Regions from separate parts of the Triticum aestivum genome. Here region 1 is linked to region 2. A link is a contact called in public Hi-C data. All regions are on one chromosome and are shown on one strand. The core of a region is the stretch at or near the end of the contact, and the rest is flanking DNA. Distances in the headings are between cores, read along the strand shown. Region 1 holds the start of LOC123055785 (probable mediator of RNA polymerase II transcription subunit 26b). Region 2 holds the start of LOC123055776.

Region 1 (4,304 bases), core at 858-3,357, 230 kb after region 2:
TAAAACAATTCAGATAGCAGGAGTGGATATATTAGTACCTCAGAGAGTTGAATGGCAGTAGTCTCAGGTGCAAAGAATGCTCCTTCATCCAAAGGTGGAGAAGGAAGGCCTTCTTCTTCATCATCATCATCCACAACAGAAGGGTTTGAAGTTCCTGGGGAGTTGTCTGCAGGTAAAAGCAGCAATAATATAGTAAGCTAAGAGGCTTGCATCTGAGCATTCATTCACATAGAATTAACTCTGAAACTGATGGATGAAATAATGTAACATTGGACAAATTCAGATCCTTTACCTGCAAGGGCAACGTTGGTAGTACTGACCCACTCATCAACCAAAATTTTCCAATCCCTGGAAACACAAAAAGCAACTGAAGATGTCAACAATAGTTTACAAGATTGCTTTGGACTCATGCTAACAAGGTAATTTTCTCATTTTTCTTTGGGATGGCGAACAAAGGTAAATGGTGACCATGTGGCAGTGCAGATGGACTGGTACTAGTCAAAATCTTTTCAGAACATGAGAAGTAATTTGCCTCACTGAACTCTTCAGATTCAAGCATGAACTAGTTGTATAAAACCAAACTAGATAAAAGTTCATGAAGCTTACTGAATGAGAGCCAGCGCGAGGTGACGAATCTGCTGCGAGCTGTGCTTCCGAAGGCCATTAACAGCCCTCCCAATCTCGGTAGCCTATGATGAACAGCCCCAAAGATAAGCAAACCAAATAGCAACAAAACCAGATATCTCATATGCGGTATGCAAGATAGGTACCTTAAGCGTGGAGACGGACAATTGCATCAGCTGCAGCCTCCTAAGTGAGTCGAACAGAGTAGCATCCGACTGCAAGACACCATTTGTGTTTTAGTTCAGATCAATGCTAAGTGCTCACTAGAGTTGACAAATAACAGGTTTAGCAATATGAATGGAAGAAGTGCACAGATAGGAGTCCATACATGGTCTTGCTTGTGCAGGAGGAGCTCCTTGATGCGGATGACCTCCCCAACGATCTGCGACTCCTCATCGATCTCGTTGGTGAGGGCCTCCAGCTCCTCAGCCTCCGGGTCGTCATCCTCTGCGTGGTGGTCCTCCTCCGCCGGCACGGCCGCGTCCTGCTCCTCCTCCTCCTCCTCGTTGTCGTCGTCATAGTTGTGGCCGTAGTTGCTGGCGGCGGCGCGGCGGAGGCGCTCGTCGTCCTCAGAGTCAGAGTCGTCGTCCTCGCTGATGCCGCCGCCGAGCGCCCCGCCCCCGGGCGCGCCGAGGCTGCTGCTGTCGACCTTGCAGTCCTTGTCGGGGACGCGGCGCACGCTGCCCTTGTCCTCAGCGACGGCGGGCGTGGCGGGGGGCGCGGAGCCGGTGCTGGCGGTGCAGCCGTGGCAGGAGGAGGGGCGGGCGAGGAGCGCGTTGAAGAGCCGCTCGGCGATGCGGTCGCGGCGTCGCAGGAACTCCTGCGGCTCGTCGGCGGCGGCGACGAGGATGGCCTTCTCGATGGCCTCGCAGATGCCGACGCCCGCGCCCCGGAAGAAGCCGCGCCACCGGTCGAGCCCGTCGTCGGCCATCGCCCCCGAGATCGGGCCGCACAGGACGGGAACAAACAGCTAGCACCACCAGAAGAACCGATGCTCCGCCGATTACCTCGGGCGGGTTCCCCCCTTGCGAAATTATTACTACTACGCCGCGGCCGAGAATCTAATCCCAGCCCCCGATCGCGAATCCGATGCGCCCCGGAATCCGGCGATCGTGAAAGCGAAATTCGCCGGAAAAATATCAAATCAAATCGAGAAACGGGGAGGGGCGAGCAGGAACGAATCGAGAGAACCGAGTCGAGTTAGGTTCGCTGGGTTGCTTGGCCCCCAAGGCCCGGTTTCCGTGAGGATTTCTGCGGCGGCGGCAGGAAGAACCTTACCAAATCCTATCTGGCCCTTGCGGAAAGGGGGAGGTAGGGTAGGGTAGGGCTGGGCGTGGGCGGGGTGGGAGGAAGAAGACGGTGCGGCTGGGCTGGGCTGGGGGGAGAAGGCCAGGCGAGGCTCGCGAGGGCGATGCGAACACCGGGAAGGGTCGGGACGGGGATGGGGACGGGGCGGGGCGGGTGGATAGGGACGCGGATGGCAGGGTACGCTACGCCACGCGAGACGCGACCCGAGCCCACGAGGACTGCCAGCACCGGCACGCACGCACGCCGCAGCTAACTAAACGAGAGCTACCAGTACTGGATGCGACGACCCCTCCCGGCTCCCGCCCCGTGGCCCAAAATACGCGCGGTAAAACAAACCGGGCCGCGTCACCGGTTCGGGTCGCTTCTTTTCCTTTGGCAGCGGTCGCAGGAACCCTCCTTTTCCTTCTGTAGATAGATTCTGCAGAAGGGAGCGGGGCGACGCGGCTTCTTTGGTTTGACCCCGCCGAGCCGAGCCGAGTCGACATGCACTCTCTTTCTCCCGCCTCCCCTCCCCTGCCCTGGTTTTGTTTAGCGGTGCTATACTAGTTTGGTACTGGCATTAACTACTTCGATCGCTGCCCATGATTTACTCCATTATTATCGGCACTGCCAATTGATTGCCTACTTTCCTTCTCATCTCATCTCATCACCAAATATCCCTCCAAATCAATCAAGCATAAATGTTCACTCCTCCAGTATTGATTACTGAAATGATTTTGGCTTCGGGCAGTAGTATTTCTTTTCGAAAATCCGGCATCATGAGAGCTCAGTCCATATTCTCTTCAAAAAAAAAAGAAAGATAGAAACGTTCTGGAGCCCACCACGGGTCCATGACAGCCCAGTTACCTTGTGTAGACTCTAGTGTGGTTTTCTCTTTTAGCTACAGCAGGGGTGGACCGTTGCGGTTAACGCCCTTGGCTCGGCTCCAGCGGTTGCTTCCAAAATGGCCCAGGCAACCGTATCCCCCGGTTGTTCCACGGAGGGATTCTCCACGCGCAAGTGGCATGTGTTTCTTGCTTCCTTTCGGAGGGAACATGTGGCTCTTGCTACCCCTGGCTGAGCTCGGTGCACCACAGACTTTTCACTGCTTCAGTTGTGACCTTGTGGCTGCCTCTCCTCTGGGGCCAACTGCACGGCAAGAGCAGAAAAACGGTGCGTAGTAAACGTGGTTAGAGCATCTCCAGCCGTTGTGTCACCCACAAGGCGTTTTTTCGACCTTCTAAGAAGGCCCCGGCGCTAATTTAGTCTTTGGGTGCAAAAAAAATTCAGCCGTTGTGCTCCCCAGGTCACCGTTTCTTCCTGGACCACCGTGGCCATTGCCGGAGTTCGGTCCACCCCGACGTGCCTAGCCCCTCTCCCCTCCTCCCAACCTGTTCACGAACTCCCCCTCACTCCCGCAGCTCGCCCCACCCACTTGCCCTCGCCGGAGCTGGCTATTCCACCGAAAACCATCACCACCGCCGCCGCCTCTGTAACCTCCTGTCACCGCGGCCTCCCCTCCGTTCCATCCCTCCTCACTGCCCCCTTGGCCTCTGAACGGGTGCGTCTCGTCGCCCCAGTCCCGCCGGTGTCCTTATATCAGCCGGAGCCCGTCAGAGTTACCCGCACCGTCGAAGACCACCGTCGCCTGCCTGCCTCTGTTTCTCATCTAGCGCCGCCCGTTGCCGCGTCCCAGCGCCTTCCCGCGCCTCCCTCTGGCCGGGAACGGGTGCGGCGGGCCCCTCCGCGGCCGCCGGTGTGCTCGGCTCGGCCGGAGACGGCAGGAGCCGGCCGGCCCGTCGCCGGCTTCGCATCTCCCCTCCGCTCCTCTGTCTCTGGTTGGGTGGAGCCGGACGCAACACGGAGGCGAGCAGGCATGGAGCGGCGAGGAGAGGAGCAAGGCCGGCGAGGGAAGATGCGGGGCGATGGAAGGAAGAGAGAAAGGAGAGGAGAGAGGGGAGAGAGAAGGGCTGCAGGTGGGCCTGCGCATGCAAAAGGCGATCGCCGGCGTTCCCAGCTGCCCCGCAGGGAGCTGGGTGTGGGGTGGGCGTGCCGGCCGTAACATTCGCTAAATCCGGCAAAAAACGAGGTCCTGGATGCATGGCTGGGACGTTTTTTACAACCGGCGCTAAAAAGTGCTCCTGGGGGGCTGGAGATGCTCTTAGTCATGAGTTGAGGTATTTTTGCGTACACTATATTTTTCTTCCTCTCTTCTTTTGCGATGTATTTTTTTTCTTCCTCTATGAATGAGACTGCTAGCTCTTGGGTGTATTCTCCAAGAAAATAAACCACAATAGAAGAAAGTGGGAAAATAAATCATATTTAAGTTATCAAAAAAAAATTAACACAGTACAGACGCAAGCGCTCATATACACGCGCATACACTCACCCCT
Region 2 (4,890 bases), core at 516-3,015:
TATGTTTAAATTTGAACGAACTCGCTCGTGTTTGCGTTGTGTTTGCGCCGAATTTCAATATTTTAAAAATCTGCGGGGGGCTGCGACTGGGAGACATCACGCCCCCAGTGCGCGGTTTAGAGCCGGTGCGTCCCGAAGGGGCGATTTTTTGCCCCTCCTGAAAAGTCAACGGCTGGAGATGCCCTTACATCACTAGTCAGTCACTGCTTGCCGCGTAGCAGCAGTAGTACTGGTAGCTGAATGATTCCCGACAGAAGCGGCCTCGTGATTAACGACGGCGAGGACATAAATAAATAAAACCGAATGCGACCGCGGAAATAGCAGCCGGCGGCCAATCGGTCTGAAGCGCGCGCGAGCGAGCGAGCGAGCCCACGACGCTGACGGGCACGGACCAAGGCCGTCGCCTTCCGCCGTACGCACCGACCGCCGTGGCACAGCGAATGCGACGGTGCAGGACGACGCAAGAAACTCGCCGCTCGCTCGATCCCGCGCCAACGACGAGAAAAGAAGCCCAGAAAATGCTCCGACGGATAAGAACTCCTCGTCAGTCACACCATTTTTTCTAATAATAAACTAAAATGAGAGCATGTTTGGAACGCACGGATTTTATATAAGGATCTGTTTGATGGTCGTTTCCAGCAGGAACCGAAGAATGTTATTTATTCCCGCGTTCCAAGCGAGATCTGACGAACTACTACTACTCTTTGGCACAAGAAGCGTGCATTGCCCCCGCAAAAAAGAGAGAAAAGAAGCGTGCATTGCCCCCTTGCCGACAGGTGCAGCTGCATGTCTACTTAAAACGCAGGAGCATTGCACGTTTATGCAGCCGAGAGCATGAGATGATGACACGGCGACGCGCACGATACCACCACCCTGACCACCACCACCACGCCACGTACGTCCTTTTCTCCCTGAGAACATGCACGGCACAACCACATCTCTTCTCAAGTGAAAGTTGCATGGTGGATCGAGTGGTTGAGTTAATCTGGCCGGCATGGGGAGTGAAAGAGAGAGGACATGAGATGAGGATCGACCGAGATCACAGGCGGGCGGTGTCGTGGTCCAGCACCCAACAACACCTGCCACCAACCACGATCAAAATCACTAGTCGATTACATTACATTACTCCAGCGAGCAGAACGGGTGAAAGAACCAACGGAGGGAGGGAGGGAGGAGGGAGGAGGGAGGCGTCGCCCAACAACCTCCTCCCCCTCCTCCGTCCAGACAATCATCGCCGCTGGCTGGGGGCCCATGAGCCTGAAAAATCGCAATTAGCTAGCTTTTGCGATTGGCTTAGTCGACCACAAACCTACACCTACTGCAGCACTGCTCGTCCGAAGCAAAAAGGGTCACTGTCGGGGCGAAAGCTAATTGCAAGTTGTGAAGTGCGATTTGGACAATGGCGGTCACGTGGGAAAAGCTTGCTTTCACAGGTCAGTGCTCTGGCCACTCGTGCCACTCATCACCCTTGTACGCAAATCTCGGTGTCACTGGATGGAAAGGCAGGGCAGGGCCGGGCCGTCCATGCCATCTTCTACCATGGTCTTCCCTTTGGTTCAGAGTTCAGAATCAGACGCAACAGATATTCAAAATTTCAGATACCATGGTGTCATTCTTACATCAACCTGAATCGACGTAACTAAACCCGGACGGTTCTGTCTGGCCACAGGCTGCAGATATCCAGAATCAGAGGCTCGGTCCATCCGTCACCTACGTGTGCTAAGCTATGCATTGGGTGTCCCGTCGTCGCAAGCAAGCTCGCTCGCATGGTGTGTCACCTCACCAATCAGGAGAGTGGAGAGCGACGCGAAGACTATACAAAGAAGGATGGATAGATGCTGGTCTGGGGAGAAGCGACTCCACACCAGCCCCCGTTGAGAGTCGAGAGAGTTCCACCGCTCCCGGCCCGATCCCTTATCTTCTCCGACGGCCTCGCCGGCCGGAGCGGAGACGGGAGAGGTGCATGGCGTTGTCCTATGTATATAGAATCTAGGTATAGGTTGAGGTCGAGTAGTGCCCATGTGGCGTATGGCTGTATGCCGATGTGGAGAGCGCCGCCGCCGCGTACGAGCAGCGGCTGGTGGCTCACGGTGGCTGCGTCTCAGGCAAGGCTGGCTGGCGGCCAGTCGCTGCCGAGGGGCGTGCTGCTGGCTCATCCACCAATAAGCTCGTCTGGTCCCCTGTTCTGGAGGCTCTCCGCTACTTCTCTAGCTCGTGGCGTCGCCGTGGTGGTGAAGACGAAGAGTAGAAGAGATGGAGAACCAGATCGGGTCAGTGCTCTTATCCGGTGGCTGTTTGGGAGTGGCCTTGGCGCCAGCTACGGCGTTCGGCGGCCGGCCGGCTCCATCACGTCATCGTACATGCTGGCCGAAGGGCGGCCTTTCTACTTCTTCCTCCCGGCCAAGATGCCTAAAGGGAGGCAGCTCATCTTCTGCACGGAGTCTATGGCGTGGTGCCATGGAAGCTTAGTTGTCCCAAGTGGCAATGTCCCCGGCGACGGCGAAGTTACGGCCGTGCAGAAGATGTCAAGGACCCGATTGCTTTTCTTATCTGGTTGTTGGGGTCCTCTTTGTAAAAGACAGGGACCAGTGTGTTATTTGCAGTTAGTTCTGGGTCCGTCTGTAAAATGCTGTGTACTTCATGTTCAGTGTTAATGCAGCATCAGGGTCCTTCTGGACCCGTCTTTTGTTCAAAAAAAAAAAGAAGGATGGATAGGGGAGATGCACAGGGATGACAAGTCGTAGAGGCAACCAAGCCAACCAGGTGGCGGACGTGGGCGGTGGCACGGCGCGGGTAGACCACCGGCAGCGCACCCGAAAAACATGGACCCCAGACCGAGCCGCGAGTCGGCTTGCCGCGTTCACATTGCGATTTCGATTCGGATTCGGCGCCCGACTAGCTAGCTAGCTAGCTGACCGGGTCCAGGAAGAGGCCACGCGGCAGCCTCCGCTGCGCCTGGCTACAGGCTACTACTAGTAGTACGGTCCTGCTGCACGGCACGCACGCCTCAGCGCTTGCAAGGGATCTAAACTTGTCAATTAAAAAATAACTAGAAGAACGCTCGTGCGTTGCAACGGGGCCACATTAAAGTTAAGAGTTCAATATTAATCATGTTAATAATACATTTAATATTCTCATACATATCAAGTGACACTGGCGACCTTTTCTGTCAATTTAGTAACGGGCTCAGTTGCAACGGGCTCTTTATACATATCAGACAACTCGGTACTACTTAAACTACAACTATGGCTACCAATATTTTTTTGTCAATTTAGCTCAGCAATAGTGCCTGGCTTAATAGACTGCTTTGCATTCACCCCCTCAGAAGACAGAGAGCAAACTAGCAAGCACGCACGCGTCCAACCCCGCCGCTGCATGCGCTGGCAGAAGGTGAGGCAGCAAGGGAGACTGCACATTGAAGCTGTCCATGCAAGGCTGGAGGTGCTGGGCCGGCGACGGCGGTGTCGGGACGGCGCTTGATTCGTTCCCGGTGGCGTGGAGCTTGGGGCGGCAACGCGGCGATAGCTAGTGCTCGGGGATGGGGGTTTGGGGCGGGGGCAGTCGACCCGATGGCTGGCGAAGTTAACGGGCTCGGGCGGCTGGAAATTCGGCGGGTGGCGGCGGCACAGCGCGAGGATGGGACAGGCGGAAAACCTAGCGGGCGTTCAACTACCAATACCCACGCCTTCTTTTAGGGGAATTGCTTGTGAAAATAACGTGCGACGACGACTTAGCGAGCGGATCCCCTTAAAAAAGACATAGCGAGCAGATTCCCTTAAAACTGGTAGGAATGGATACGATTGATGACGTTGATAAATAGTGGTGAATGTTGACCTAATTTACTATCATCATGCATGGAAATGAATCATCAAGAAAAAAAATATTTCCTATTAATACACTCATAGGAAGCTTCCTAATCTCTGCTACCAAACAGTTTCTGCCCAAACAAGGAAGGAAAGTTATGGACGTGATTCGAAAGGAAACAAACGTTATGAAGATTAATTAATTTAGATTTGATGTTTAGAGATTGATTGTGATTGATTCTTTTACATAAAAACATTACTAAATAATTTGCGTCGGTATGGAAAGTTCTGATCCGTTCAGTTTTTTTCGTTGTGTGAGAGGGTGAAGTAAAAATAAACCGATGAAATGGGGAAGGCGATGAAAAAAATCTACGACGGTTAACCTACGAAAAAAACCCGGACGAAAGTGATGGGACGAAAAAAAACCTGGAAGCGAGACTACCAACTGCTCCATTAGGAGTAGAGATAATTGCCCGGTTGATCGATGAATAACCGAACGAAACCACTGAAGCATGAACCCCGCACGACCATACAAACAAACATCCATAAGCTTCTAATGGCATCTCTAGCGTTGACCCGCAAATTTGTTCCGGTATCCGTCTGCTAACAGAAGGATCAATCAACGGATACTATGCAGAAGCCGGTCATCAAATACTGCTCGTATATAGCCGACTTCAATTTTTTTAAAGTTCGCACATTCAAATAGCCACGTACATAGTTTAAAATAGTTCAAATTTAATGGTAGTTTTAATTATAAAAGTACACTCCAATATTGTTGTCCCTCTTTCACATATAATCAATCAGATCTTCTTCCATTGTTCGTGAGTTGCTTAATGTCGAATATGTTGATGCATTTGAACAAACTCTTCAAATGTGGCCGAATTTTGATTGAGAAGTTTGATAGAATCATTCATGTTTTCAAATTCAATACCTATCGCAACATTCTCGCCCTCATCCTCCACAATCATGTTTGTGCATGATCACGCAATAAGTGATCACCTTCCACAACGTCTTCGGATCCCATTGTTTAGCAGGTCCACGAACAACTGGAAAACATTCTTGCGGAACTTCAAAAGCCCTCTCACCA

What was found. A called contact is a pair of places that touch in the nucleus more often than the background predicts.
Region 1: a contact with region 2 is called in a Hi-C map of leaf, with 5 times the contacts expected there. The contact joins the promoter of LOC123055785 here to the promoter of LOC123055776 in region 2. A contact is called at or near these places in 4 of 5 Hi-C or Micro-C datasets (leaf and root) and 1 of 1 datasets of contacts at active chromatin or transcription factors (leaf).

The regions. Positions count from the first base shown.
Region 1 is chr1A:454,053,107-454,057,410 of IWGSC CS RefSeq v2.1, forward strand. LOC123055785 (probable mediator of RNA polymerase II transcription subunit 26b) reads right to left here and starts at 2,108. Exons shown (of 9, transcript XM_044479647.1): 1 at 953-2,108; 2 at 771-839; 3 at 607-689; 4 at 293-348; 5 at 39-166. The coding sequence starts at 1,555.
Region 2 is chr1A:453,824,303-453,829,192 of IWGSC CS RefSeq v2.1, forward strand. It overlaps LOC123055776, which reads left to right and starts at 1,766. Exons shown (of 1, transcript XM_044479641.1): 1 at 1,766-2,709. The coding sequence starts at 1,836. The coding sequence ends at 2,654.